Regions from separate parts of the Mus musculus genome. Here all the other regions are linked to region 3. A link is a contact called in public Hi-C and targeted proximity ligation data. All regions are on one chromosome and are shown on one strand. The core of a region is the stretch at or near the end of the contact, and the rest is flanking DNA. Distances in the headings are between cores, read along the strand shown.

Evidence for each region. Hi-C and Micro-C count contacts between places; a contact is called where the count stands out from the background.
Region 1: a targeted proximity ligation map of pro-B cells shows a contact between it and region 3, with 7 times the contacts expected there. A contact is called at or near these places in 7 of 484 Hi-C or Micro-C datasets (the G1E-ER4 cell line, bone marrow-derived macrophages, cerebral cortex and 2 more) and 9 of 130 datasets of targeted methods (the 230-238 cell line, CD8 T cells, the NIH/3T3 cell line and 4 more).
Region 2: a Hi-C map of bone marrow-derived macrophages shows a contact between it and region 3, with 26 read pairs. A contact is called at or near these places in 1 of 484 Hi-C or Micro-C datasets (bone marrow-derived macrophages) and 3 of 130 datasets of targeted methods (bone marrow-derived macrophages, effector CD8 T cells and large pre-B cells).

The regions. Positions count from the first base shown.
Region 1 is chr19:32,831,047-32,835,428 of GRCm38.p6, forward strand. No RefSeq gene overlaps it. Among named protein-coding and RNA genes, the nearest start is that of Pten, 76 kb to the left of the region's middle.
Region 2 is chr19:32,786,251-32,790,065 of GRCm38.p6, forward strand. The region is part of intron 2 of Pten (phosphatase and tensin homolog); the gene reads left to right. Among named protein-coding and RNA genes, the nearest start is that of Pten, 31 kb to the left of the region's middle.
Region 3 is chr19:33,100,155-33,104,433 of GRCm38.p6, forward strand. Gm29863 (a long non-coding RNA gene) reads left to right here. Exons shown (of 5, transcript XR_386659.2): 4 at 579-715; 5 at 1,598-2,007. Among named protein-coding and RNA genes, the nearest start is that of Gm29863, 17 kb to the left of the region's middle.

The DNA of each region.
Region 1 (4,382 bases), core at 70-2,569, 270 kb before region 3:
CCTGGTCTATATAGTAATTTCCAGGTTTGTCAGAACTATGTAGAGAGATCTGTCGGAGAAAAAGAAAATGCCGTGGGTGATTATGCCCCATTTAGAGAAAGATCACAAGAACCTTAGTAGGCTTTGTCATCAGTAAGATGCTATTTTCTTTGCCACCACTGTCCATTGCAAGATGTATATGGTGGAGCAAACTGGTAGTCTGGCTTGGGTTTGTCTCAAACCCAAGCCTTTAATTAGTTTAAATTTAGAAGTTGGCCTTTTGGTTTCTTCCATCACAGCCTCATGGGGGGTTAAGAAACCAAGTTAATGAAGAAAATTCCTTAACCCGATGAGTAATATTAAGACTTACTTAGTAAGACAGAATGTAAATCGTGCAGCTGACTGGACCATGTGCCAAAACCCTGTGGAAAGAGGGGGTCAGAGAAAACCGTCTTCTCTACATCTAGACTGAGTGAAGTTTTGCTTGAGAGATCTGAGTCTAACTGCAACTGGCTGTTACTCCTTAGGCCTCGGAGCCCTGCCTAAGAAGTGGATGCCTGGGAACTCCTCCAGACTTGTCCAAGTAATTTTCCCATTGGCACTGCCCACCTAGGGAAAGGGGCCAAAAACAGATAAGAAAGATGGCAAGCTTCAGGCTTCTTTCCCACACTCCTGACCTGAGACAAAGGCCTAAGGGCCTGGTGGGCTTTTTCTTCTGACAATAGACCCCCTTGCTGGTAGGCTGTTCTGACAAGTTCAAGGCTGAGGCCACATATGGGCACATTAGCCTCTCTCCTTGCTTTTGTTCAATCTGACCAGGCCTAAATTAGCAGAGGAAGACTATTCAAAGGCCCTCAAAACTCCCAGCCCTCCATAAGAAACTGGACTTCAGTGTCCCCAGTCCTCCTCTAACTTTCAGAGGTTCTTTCTCTGTGTCTCTTACCATGTGTTTCCTCGCCCCTAGTAAAAACCTTGCATCAGCCATTAAAGAAAATCTCCCCATGAAACATGAAAAGTAACTGTAGGGTTAAACAGGCATAGGTCTTGTTCCTTCATCTTAGTTTTTCAACGGAGCTGGGACCCACATATAGCCTGGTACAGCAGGGGTGTTATGATTAGCTAAAATGGGAATCCTGTTCTCTGGCTGGGGGTTGGGGGCAAAAAAAAAACTGATACAAGAGCCAGAGAGCATAGTGGGGCTAGAGGTGGGTCACTGGGGAAAATACAGACTAACTAGAAAGGAAATCTTTACTTCCAATTTAGGGACTTCCATGTACCCGACACTTATCCCCAAGGGGGATGGGTATAGAGACAGAGCCCAGGGAACACGCCCAAAGTGTCAAACATGAAAGTGAAAGTGATGGAGTTCCCACTCAGAGGTGAGACACAACTCACAATCTGAGTTTACCAGTTGATTTCATTCATCCACCTATCCATCCATCCAATGCTTTTCTGAAAATTATAACAGGACCTTTGCTGTACACAGTACGCCATCCAATGTTTCCTAACTGGGAAGGACTGGGAAAATGAGAGCAACAAGGAAAAAGACAATCAAGCGATGCCAACTGCAGATTTCCCAGATGGAAATGCTTAGACTAAGTCAAATGACAGACAAAAACAGCTATTGTAATGATTGTGTTATAATCATATTGTAAAATGATTAGAAATATACAACTAAATGGAAAGATGGTCTCAGCAAACAAAATTACGTTATTTCTAAAAGATATGGCATCTGAAAGAAGAAAAGAACATACAAAATGGACAATTCAAGAGAGGCTATGAAGAGCCTAGCCAGTAGATGAAGAGAACTTGGTAACTATCCATCTTAAGAGCAGCTTGAGAATCAATTGTCTTACTTACTCACTTTACATCCTGCTCACTGCCCACTCCCAGTTAGCCCCTCCCACAATACTTACCTCATCCCCTGTCCTCTTCTCCTCTGAGTGGGTGGGGACCCCCTGGGTATCTCCCCACCCTGGCACACCAAGTCCCTGAGAGGCTAGGCTCTTCCTCTCCCACTGAGGCCAGACAAAGCAACTCAGCTAGCAGAACATATCGCACCCACGCACAGGCAACAGCTATTGGGACCCTCTCCCTTAGCCCCACCTCAACCTCACTCCAGTTGTCCAGGACCCACGTGAAGATCAAGCTGCTACATATGTGCGGGAATTGCTTGATAATCTTAAAGGGGGGGCTGTAGCTTTGAAAAGCAAAAATGTATCTGAGTGTAATTAGCTACAGAGTACTTAATGAAACGCTAACCTTAGTACTTTTATGTGCTTGCCACAGACACTTATGAAGAAGCTCCTCCTGCTTGTCAGCTGCCTTGAGTAAGGAATTAGCATCATCATAAGCCCTGCCTTGGTGATGGTAAAAATTTCCTGTAACGATGCTGTATAGCCTTAAAGCAATAAAGCATGCTCAATGCTCCATCTACAGTTTCCTGGTTGGATCCATTCAGTTGTTGTCTACCTGCAGTGGAAGGAATTTGGAAACCTAGCGACTCACCACTAGATCATGGTCAAAATTCATCTCCGGAATTGGTACCCAATGGTAGTTTTGCTTGCTGGCTATGGTTAACTCTTTGATGTAGCCTTGGCAGTCAGACCTTTAAAAAAAAATGTCATACAGAAGCTAACCGGTCATGTAGATATAATGTATGCTTTTCAATAGAAAATATAGGAGAAAAAAGGACAGTGTTGCACTGGTTGACTAAGAAAACATTAAGACATGTTTGGGGGAAAACTGAGCAATAATTGTGTTTGGAGAAATGGCTTCCTAATTTAGGAGTAGAGAGTTTCAAGACCTTAGAGTAACTCTCATTGGTATATTAGAACCATATAACTTTCAAAGTCTTTCTTGCTTTTTTAACTTTTTAAATGTATTTTTTCCAGCATATATGTCTGTGTATTACATGATGATGCCAGATATCCACAAAGCCCAGACAGTTGTGAGCTGTGTTGGTCCTTTGGAAGAGCAGCCTTTACTCTTAACCCACTAAGCCATCTTTCTAGCCCCCCAAAATGTATGTTTTATAAATGGTATTCTTTTAATGACTGTGCTAACATTTGCTTGGAATATTCCAACGGTTGCATTTAATTCTTATAAAATAAGAAGTATGTTCTATTTCTATCTATATTATACATGTGGATCAGAAGAATAGGAAGGGTTAATAATCTGTTGAGTGTTGCAGACCTGGTTCCTAGGATCTAAACCCAAGAATTATAGTTTCAATTTTGCTGAAGCCACAGTCTGCCTTTTGTAGTGCTGTTGGGATATGTTAGAATCTTTCCTACGTGAAGTCTAATGGGAGAACATTACATTGCATTTGGGGTATACCCCTGAAGAGACCCTTTCCTGTCTGTCCCTTGCTTCTTGGCCATTGTGAACATTCCTCCTCCATCATGTATTCTCACCATGATGCATGTAAACTAAAATATAGTTTAACTCCTTTTAAGTTGATTACTATCTCAAGTCTTTTGTCACAGTGATGGGATGCCAAATAATGCAAGAGGGCCATTTGATGGCCAAGCCTCGGTTAATTGTGTATGTGTTAATTCCTAAAGAAAGTAGACTTTACTTCCTTAACAAAGTAGACTTCTTTTAAGAGCATAGGCTTCAAGCTAGAATGGGTAGAATTGTGTTGTCACTTGTGGCTCTGAAACCAAGTTCTCGGCACTCCTTTGCACTGTTGTAATGTCTAAAAGCCTTTAAAAAAAACCTTTGTTACTGATACTAAACATATTTGAAACTAAAACAGGTAGGTGTGTGTGTGTGAGTGTGTGTGTGTGTGTGTGTGTGTGTGTGTGTGTGTGTGTGCACATAAATATATATCCAGGCTTCAGGCTGGTCTAGGACTCACTATGTTGCCTAGACTGACCTAAAGCCATAATCCTTCTCCCTGTCTTGGTTTGCAAGAGCTTGGATTACTGGCAAACACTGTCCAGCTAGTTCCCGAAAAGGTAGTTGCAATATGGAATCAGAAAACCATGATGAACTTTTTGTGCTACTCCCTTTTCTTGCTCTATAAATAGATCAGTGCTCATGTTCATTTTTGTTACTTCATGCATTAATTATTCGGGAGAAAATGGTTTAGTGAGCAATACGGATTTTGGCACCATTCTCTAGAGGAATAGAACCAACAGGATATATAGTTGTATTATGAAAATGGATTCAGTAGACTGGTTGAGAGACTATGGGATGGGTTCAGGCTAGAGAGGCTGAGAGCCCAACTCAGTCTAGGAAGCTGGGTGTCTCCAGCCGTCCCCATCTGGTGCTGATAGCCTAGCAGATTCCTGGAGAGTCCCTGGTCTTGAATCCATGAGGAATCCTAAAGAAGCTGGAGTCTGGTGGAAGCAGAAGATGTAGCAAGCAGCAGCAGAAAGAGCACGGAGCCATGCAGG
Region 2 (3,815 bases), core at 1,126-3,625, 310 kb before region 3:
GTATCTACTATGCTATACCTATGCAAAGATTACCATGCTAAACTCATGCAAACTTAAGATCTTTGGGGCTGGAGCAGTGGCCGAGTGTTTGGGGACACTGGCTGTTCTCACAACTGCCTGCCAATCTAGTCTGAGGGTACCCGATAGCCTCTTCTAAACTCGGGTGGCAGGCACTACATGCTAGTGGCATGCAAGTGGTGCACAGACATACATTCAGGCAAAATACTAAATACACAAAATCATAATAAATTAAAGATCTTTTAGGCTTGGGCTTTTTTTCTAGGTATAGGGAATGACTTCCTAAATTTTTTTTGTATGTGTAATTAATCTCAGTTGTTATTATCTTTAAATGTTGGGTTCTTTGAAAGATCCAAAGGAAGGAAAAAGAAGTGGGCAGGGCGAGTAGATTTAAAATCCCTTGATGTCTTCAGTTGGTGGGCGACAGCTTCCTCCATCTACGTATGCGTGTTCAAAAGCAGCAATTAGTGACCAGCACACAGATTTAAAATATTGGAACGTACGGCATTTATTATTAACTTTGGCTTTTGAAAGTTGTTTGTAAGTCTCTATAGAGGTATATCAATGACTGTATGAGAAGTCCTTGTTGTATAAGAGCTAAAATCAGGGCTGTGGAGATGGCTCCCTTAGTAAAGTTCTTGCTATTCTGAGTTCCCATTGTTCTTTTTTTTTTTTTAATAGAAGAAAAGGTTTATTTTACTCACAGTTCCATATAACAGTTCATTATCAAAAGTAATGAGGACAGGAACTGAAACAGGGCAGGAACCTGGAGGCAGGAGCCAATGCAGAGAGCATGAAGGGGCACTCCTGACTGGCTTGCTCAGCATGCTTTCTTTTCTTTTCTCTTCTTTTCTTTTCTTTTCTTTTCTTTTCTTTTCTTTTCTTTTCTTTTAATATTTTTTATTATTACGTATTTTCCTCAATTACATTTAGAATGCTATCTCAAAAATCCCCCATACCCTCCCCCCACCACCACTTCCCTACCCACCCATTCCCATTTTTTTGGCCCTGGCGTTCCCCTGTACTGGGGCATATAAAGTTTGCGTGTCCAATGGGCCTCTCTTTCCAGTGATGGCTGACTAGGCCATCTTTTGATACATATGCAGCTAGAGTCAAGAGCTCCAGGGTACTGGTTAGTTCATAATGTTGCACCTACAGGGTTGCAGATCCCTTTAGCTCCTTGGATACTTTCTCTGGCTCCTCCATTGGGGGCCCTGTGCTCCATCCAGTAGCTGACTGTGAGCATCCACTTCTGTGTTTGCTAGGCCCCGGCCTAGTCTCACTGAGTTCCCATTCTTAGAACTCATACAAAAGCCAGCTTGCTCAGCATGTTTCTGCGACCTCTGTGACAGGAAGCAGGCAGAGAAGACTATCCTGGGGGCTTGCTGGCCAGTTAGCTTAGCCAAAATAACTAGCTCCGTGTTCAGTGAGGGAACCGTTCTCAAAAACAGACTAGTTGCAAAGTCATAGAGAAATACCTGTTGTTCCCATGACACACACACACACACACACACACACACACACACCTAAAATTGTTTAAGTTAACCTTCATTTTCTGTCAGAGCTGACTCACTGAAAGTGTCAGCGTTTGCCTAGATTCCCTGGGAAAGGTTCCGCAAGTGCAGTCGGTGGTCAGGGCTGGCTTCTGGGGCTGCTTCTCTGTCCTCTTGAACTACTTTGGTTTCTTTGTTTCTGTTTTGTGGGGTTTTTTAAGATTTGTTTTTGTTGTTTTGTTGTGGATTTTTGGTAATACTTTCTAGCATTTGAAATACATGTTTATATAAAATAAATTTAAAATTCACTATTGTGGCTTATCTAGATTTATTTCCTAAGAAATCTTTCATGCTCATACATCAGCCTCAGTTTATCTCAGTGAGACAGACACACAGACACAGCACAGTTGGAAAGGAGGCTCAACAGGGATAGGAGGGTGAGAGTGGTGAGGCGATGTGAGACAGACACACAGACACACCACAGTTGGAAAGGAGGCTCAACAGGGATAGGAGGGTGAGAGTGGTGAGGGCGATGTGAGACAGACACACAGACACACCACAGTTGGAAAGGAGGCTCAACAGGGATAGGAGGGTGAGAGTGGTGAGGGCGATGTGCAGTCAGTTCCTTCAAGGAAGATGCAGTTCTAGGAGGTGTCTTAGGTCGTGCAGGGTTAGGGAGCATTGCCTCTCACTGCTGTCTAATATTTTAGCCTCTACTATCTAAATACATCTCTGTAGGCAAGTTTGCCCATTTCTCTTTGGAATGTGCTGTTTCACTTGTCTTTCCTCACTTGTCTTTCTATGTGTCAGACTGAGAGAACAGTGGGGGAAGTGCGGAATGTGTCCCTAAGTAATCAGTTCTCTTTGAGACAGTTATCCCCCCACCCCTTCAAATGATGGAATGATGTACTGTACCCATTAAAGGGCTGCTTTCTTCTGTTAGACTTGCTGTTGCTCACATGCTAGCTAAGAAATCAGAATGTTCAACTGTTAAGGGGCACACAGATAGGATTTCCCTAAGCCTAAGGTAAACACACGGTAGGAAAGACTCTTGAAAGAATTATGAGTTTTTAGTTGCAAATGACATAAAATGTCTTTACCAGAAAGGAATAATGCTCTGGAGGAAGTTCCCATTGTGGAAAGCAGAAGTTTAGGAAACGTGGTGTAGGGGCTACAGTCTGCTTAGACACCAATGCATGGTCCTACATCCTGGTTGCTGTCTGTGAATTCCCAGGTCTTCCAGTGAGATCTTTGAAGAATCTACTGTTCTCTTGTACCTTGCTGCCCACTCTGTAGGAGTGAGTGTCTCACAACAAGGGAAAGAGAAAAGAAATACCTGCCTCTGATCTCAGTGTTTGCTAACTGGTTGACATAAGGGTGGCACAATTTCCTTATGAAATTTTTATACTTCATCCCCCTTTCAGAAATTTGTAGCTGTGTTTACATATAAGAAGCCGTGGTCTTTGTTTGTTTGTTTGGGTGTTCTTGGACTTTCTAGCTTCCAAAGCTTCGGACAGTTAACTTCTGTGGGGCATTGTGTGCATACGTGGTGTTTACTTTGTGTTGACTTTCTTTTCAACTGAGTTTTCTTTTAAATTGTTTAAACTGCTTTGATTCCTTTTGTAGACACAGCTTTATAATGCTTTATAAGTCCTTTCTTTATGCCTTTATAATATAGCCTTTATAAATCCCTTCTGTGCCCTTAGATTCAGATAAATGTTGACTAAAGAAATTGATGGGTTATATTTTGCTCAGAATAACTGATTGCTAACTCTGCTTTATTGTTGTATATAATTACTATATTTTCTATTGCTAGCTCTTAAATAATCAAGAAGCAGCTTTGCTTAAATTATCAAGTAGAAAAGATTTAACTTATGAGGAATTGTTAATATATCTCCTACTACTGACTCGGCATTTTTCTTTTGGACAGAGAATAGAGAAGTGAAAGGTTTAGGGCTCCCTGCCTTTTTCCTGTTTCCAGCATTATACACCAGTCAAGCGTATGGAATTCTAGTTTCTTTTTGTTCTGTTGCTCCACTCCAACCTTTAGTTGATACTGTTTTTGTGTTCCTTCTTATACACCACTTTGTGCTGTTCTGATTTCATCTCTGAGCACTCCTTCTGCCATTGTGATGACCGTGTTTTAAAATGGAGCTTTGTGAGCTCTCTGCAGCTAAGTGTTTTTTCCTGAATAATTTGTTCATTACAAAAGAGAATTCTAGAGAATCCTACCAAGTCCATAGCATTGTTACTGTGATTGCTGTTTTGAGATGGTGTCCAACTCTAATCCCAGCTGACTTCAAA
Region 3 (4,279 bases), core at 122-2,621:
GAACAGCTGGCATCTGCGTCCGGCCAGGCCAGCTGAACTTCAGCCTGAAGCTTGGCCCAAGCCCAGACTGATAAAGCCTTAGCTTAGCTCTAGATTTCTACAGAATTAGTGTGCAGAATGTAAAGACATGAAGACCAGCTCCATCTGCTGTGCATGTCTCTTGAGGCCATTGGGGGCTTAACTTGCTTTGGGGGAGAAGACAGTAGAGTGGAGTGGGGTGAACCCGGGGGTATCTTTGCCTCTGGCCTGTTTCAACCTATCCATCAAAATGCTGACCTATATTCCAGTGACACATATTAGATCCAAGCAGGACAAACTACCCAGGGTGTCCTCCCCCCTCCCACTTAGGCAAGGGGGCAGCCACATCTGTTCTTTCTCCTCAGGCTCCAGATGTGAGCTGTGAGGGGCAGAAGGAAGGTTGTTAAGAGGCAAGTCCGGTGCAGCAGGAACAGCACTGCATTCTCAGGAAAGCAGCAGTAAGCAGTGGGGTGAAAGAAAGAAAGATAGGTTTTCGGATCCCCAGATCTCCCCCCCCCCCCAAGCCATTGTTTTTAAAATGCTTTCCTGTATTTCTGTAGAGTGGGCAGATGGCAAGATCCTGGAAGTGTAAAACAGCTACAAGAAACAAGATGATTCAGACAGAAGGAGTATGAATAAATCCTGGCTGGTCATCTCATTATTAATCAAGATACCACCACCCACCCTCTACCGCCTTGTAAGTGTGTGCGGGTACAAACACACACACACACACACACACACACACACACACTCACTTGCTTGCATCTGTGCATACATGCATCTCCCTCTATTGCTGACTGCCTTATACCCCTGAAGTAGACTCTCTCACTGAACCAGTGCCGATTTTGTTTTTTGCCTAGGCCGTGGGCTAAAAAGCCACTGTAATTCTCTCTCTTGTCTCTGTCTTCCCTGCCTCAGTGCTGGAATTACAGGCCCACTTGGGTACATTCAGTTTTTTATGTGTGTGCTGGAGATCTGAACTCAGATCCTCACATTCAGGAAATAAGTGTTCCTACCCACCAAGCCTTCTCCTGAGCCTATCTTTAAGTTTTCATGCCTTGTTTCATTTTTAGAAGGGTGCAGTGTACAGTCAGAGCTCTGTTTGAGGCTTTGGATAGGAAAAAAAAAGGCACCATTTTTACATTTTACTTATTTTGTGAATTGGCTCATTTGGAAGATGTGGGGATGAGACCACTCATTGTCAGTAGAGGAAGAAAGAGAAAATGGAACTCCTATGGAGGACGCCAGAGCCGAGAGTCAGGGCCACAACCAAAAGCCAGGGATGGTGCCCTCTAAAGCACAGGAACTGTGCCTAAGAGAGATATTTTCAAGTGGGCCTGTGGTTTACCACAGTGTCCTCGTGATCAGTATAGTGGTCAGATGTCAGGCGTAACTGAAAGTAAGTTCGTTTTCCCACAGTGGGGAGAGAGAGAGGGAGAGAGAGAGGGAGAGAGAGAGGGAGGGAGAGAGGAAGGGAGAGAGAGAGAGAGAGAGAGAGAGAGAGAGAGAGAGAGAGAGAGAGAGAAGCAAAAAAGAAGAAAACATTTGCTCATATGAAACGAATACTTTTCCATTTTAGAGCTGGGCTGGCGCAGGCTTGAAAAAAACGTACCATCACCCGTGTGATGTTTCTGAAGAAAGCCGGAGAAGCAGCAACAGTTGGTGCCTTTGATTAGCAGAACATTTCAATCCCCACCCCATCTTTTCTCCAAATAGTCGTTCACAATGCGAGTGCTCAGCCCCACTGTTTGCTCGGTTCAATAGATCTGGGGGCAAGGGTTATGCCTTCCTGTTACCATGGGGCTGGCAGAGAGAACTGGAGGCCAGTGATCTTAGTCTGAGCTTCAGGATCATGGCTAGCTCCCTACAACTGTCCCCAGATGTTCCCAATTCAACCTGCAGTGCAGATTACGTAATCATCTCTTCACGACGCATGAGCATAGGGGGAACTCTGGGCTCCAAAGAGTTAAATTGTCATCTGCAATGGAATAAATGGTTTAACCACAAATTCATCCTGTGCTCGCCTACTTATGTGTTACCCTGGGTGCATGCATTTCCCCCTTTCAGATATTATTATCTTTTATGATATCATATCTTAAAATGGCTCCTCTGTCATTTAGGAGCAAGGTCTCCTAGGTTCACCACCAGAAATGGAGCTGAGTGCTTTCTGTATTCACATATGTCACATAAGCCCTGGGAATACAGGGTGACAGTGTACCACTCACTGCCTGGAAGACAGGAAGCTGCATATTCTAGGCAGCCCTGCATCCCACCTTGGATGCCTTTTCTTTCTGTCCTGATCCTTAGCAAAACCAAGCATCCGAACCTGATCTTTCCATCTCCCTGAGCTGGGACTACCTTGAGCATCCAGTGTGAAATTTCCTGCTGACATTGTTTTGGCTGGATTGCTAGCTACATGTGGGAGAATTTAGCTCAAACAGCACAAAGCTAATAGCATGCCTCTGTGCAGTCAAAGGGAGATCAGTAGAAAAAAGGTGACGTCATGGATATTTCAGGGACTTCAGGTCTGCTGTGCAAAGCGGCTTCTTCACTACACATAAGTCAGAACCTGGAATTGAGACAAAAAACAACTCTCCCTTCTCATAAATAGCTGCTCCGGGACTCAAAAATATTCTAAATGCAATGGTTCAGATATGGTCCCTTTTCCTTGGAGATCCATCTGATTTCCCAAGTCCAATCACAAACTTCTTAATAGCATGTCATGAACCTCTCAGCTCATTATTTTTCTTCAAAGCTCTCCAGCTCGCCAGTGTGCAGCCTGTGAAGTGTCACCCAGTGAAGTGCTGCACCATAAATAAGCATGCGCAAGACATGCTAAAATCCACCCTTCACCGCTCCTGGCTTTTCCTCCAGGAGTGCTACCACTCCGACAGCGGTGTGGGATTTGTTGCATTACCTCTGAATCTAGTTTCTGTTCTTTGAACTTCGAATGTGTCCAGTGTGTAATATGGAGAGTGTAATGGATTTGTCTTGTTTATACAAATCACATTTTTGTCTTCATGCTCCTTCGCCTTTCTTCCCACTGTCTCTCCCTCCGAGAGAGCGTTGTGGAGATAAAGAGGATAGGTATATAGAAGTAGCAAGCACAGCTTTACCCATTCAGGACTACAGGAAATCAATGCATTAGATTATTTACCATGTCTCTAATACCAGTGTTTCCTCTGATGTCTTTAAGTTGTGAGCAGACAACCATTTTACATGTGTAACCAGCCATGAAGTCTAGCCCTGTGGTACAGGCCACTGTTGTGATCAATAAACGTCACACAATGTGTTTGGACTAATTTTTTCACTGTATGGTAATTAGGCACAAATGGTAAGCAGTTGACTCATGTTGCTGTCCTTTTTGTTTCATTACAAACTATGGTAACTCGAGGACAGTTTGGGAGCCACCGAGATGGTTCAGAGGGTAAAAGGGCTTGTCTCCGAGTCTGACAGACTGAATTCCTGGAAATTACATGGTGGGAGGAGGGAGTTGATTCCTCCAAGGTGTTTTGTGACTTCCACATGAAAGCTCTTGGACACACACACACATATGAGGGTGGGTGGTGGAAATATTAGGGCTGCAGAGATCAATCAGCCATTAAAGGCTATACTTACAAAAACAAAACAAAAAAACATGGGAAATAAGGTCATGGGAACAGCTATTACATCCTTCTCTGTACACACACACACACACACACACCTCTGTGAACACACACACGAAGAGCAAAGAGCATGTAAAAGGACACTTTACTAACACCTGAGGCTATAAAGATACAGCCCAATGTATGGGTTGAGTAGAAATTTGTGGCCTTCCCAGCCTTGAGAAGGCTGAACAGACCTTGAGTGCTTGTCACAATAGGCTTTATCGACCTTGGTGGAGTCATTTGCCTTGATTGCGCATGCAAGTTCCCACAGGAACTTAGAAGACTAGACTGCCTACATAATCCAGCTGAAACAAAGGATGGGGTCTGTGGGCTTGCCCTATATAAACACAGTGCTGAATTAAACTTCGAGCCTTGATCTGAACCTTGTCTTGGCTTCATTCTTTTCTCGTCCCGTCCTTTATCATTTCCAGCCCCCCTTTCAGGTAAACCCAGTTTGTCCATGGCAACTGGACAGCTACAGAAATTGTCTTGGCTAAGGGTCCATTCTAACAAGAAGTAGAATGAAAATGTGGTACATTTACACAATGGAGTACTACTCAGCAATTAAAAACAATGAATTCATGAAATTCTTAGGCAAATGGATGCATCTGGAG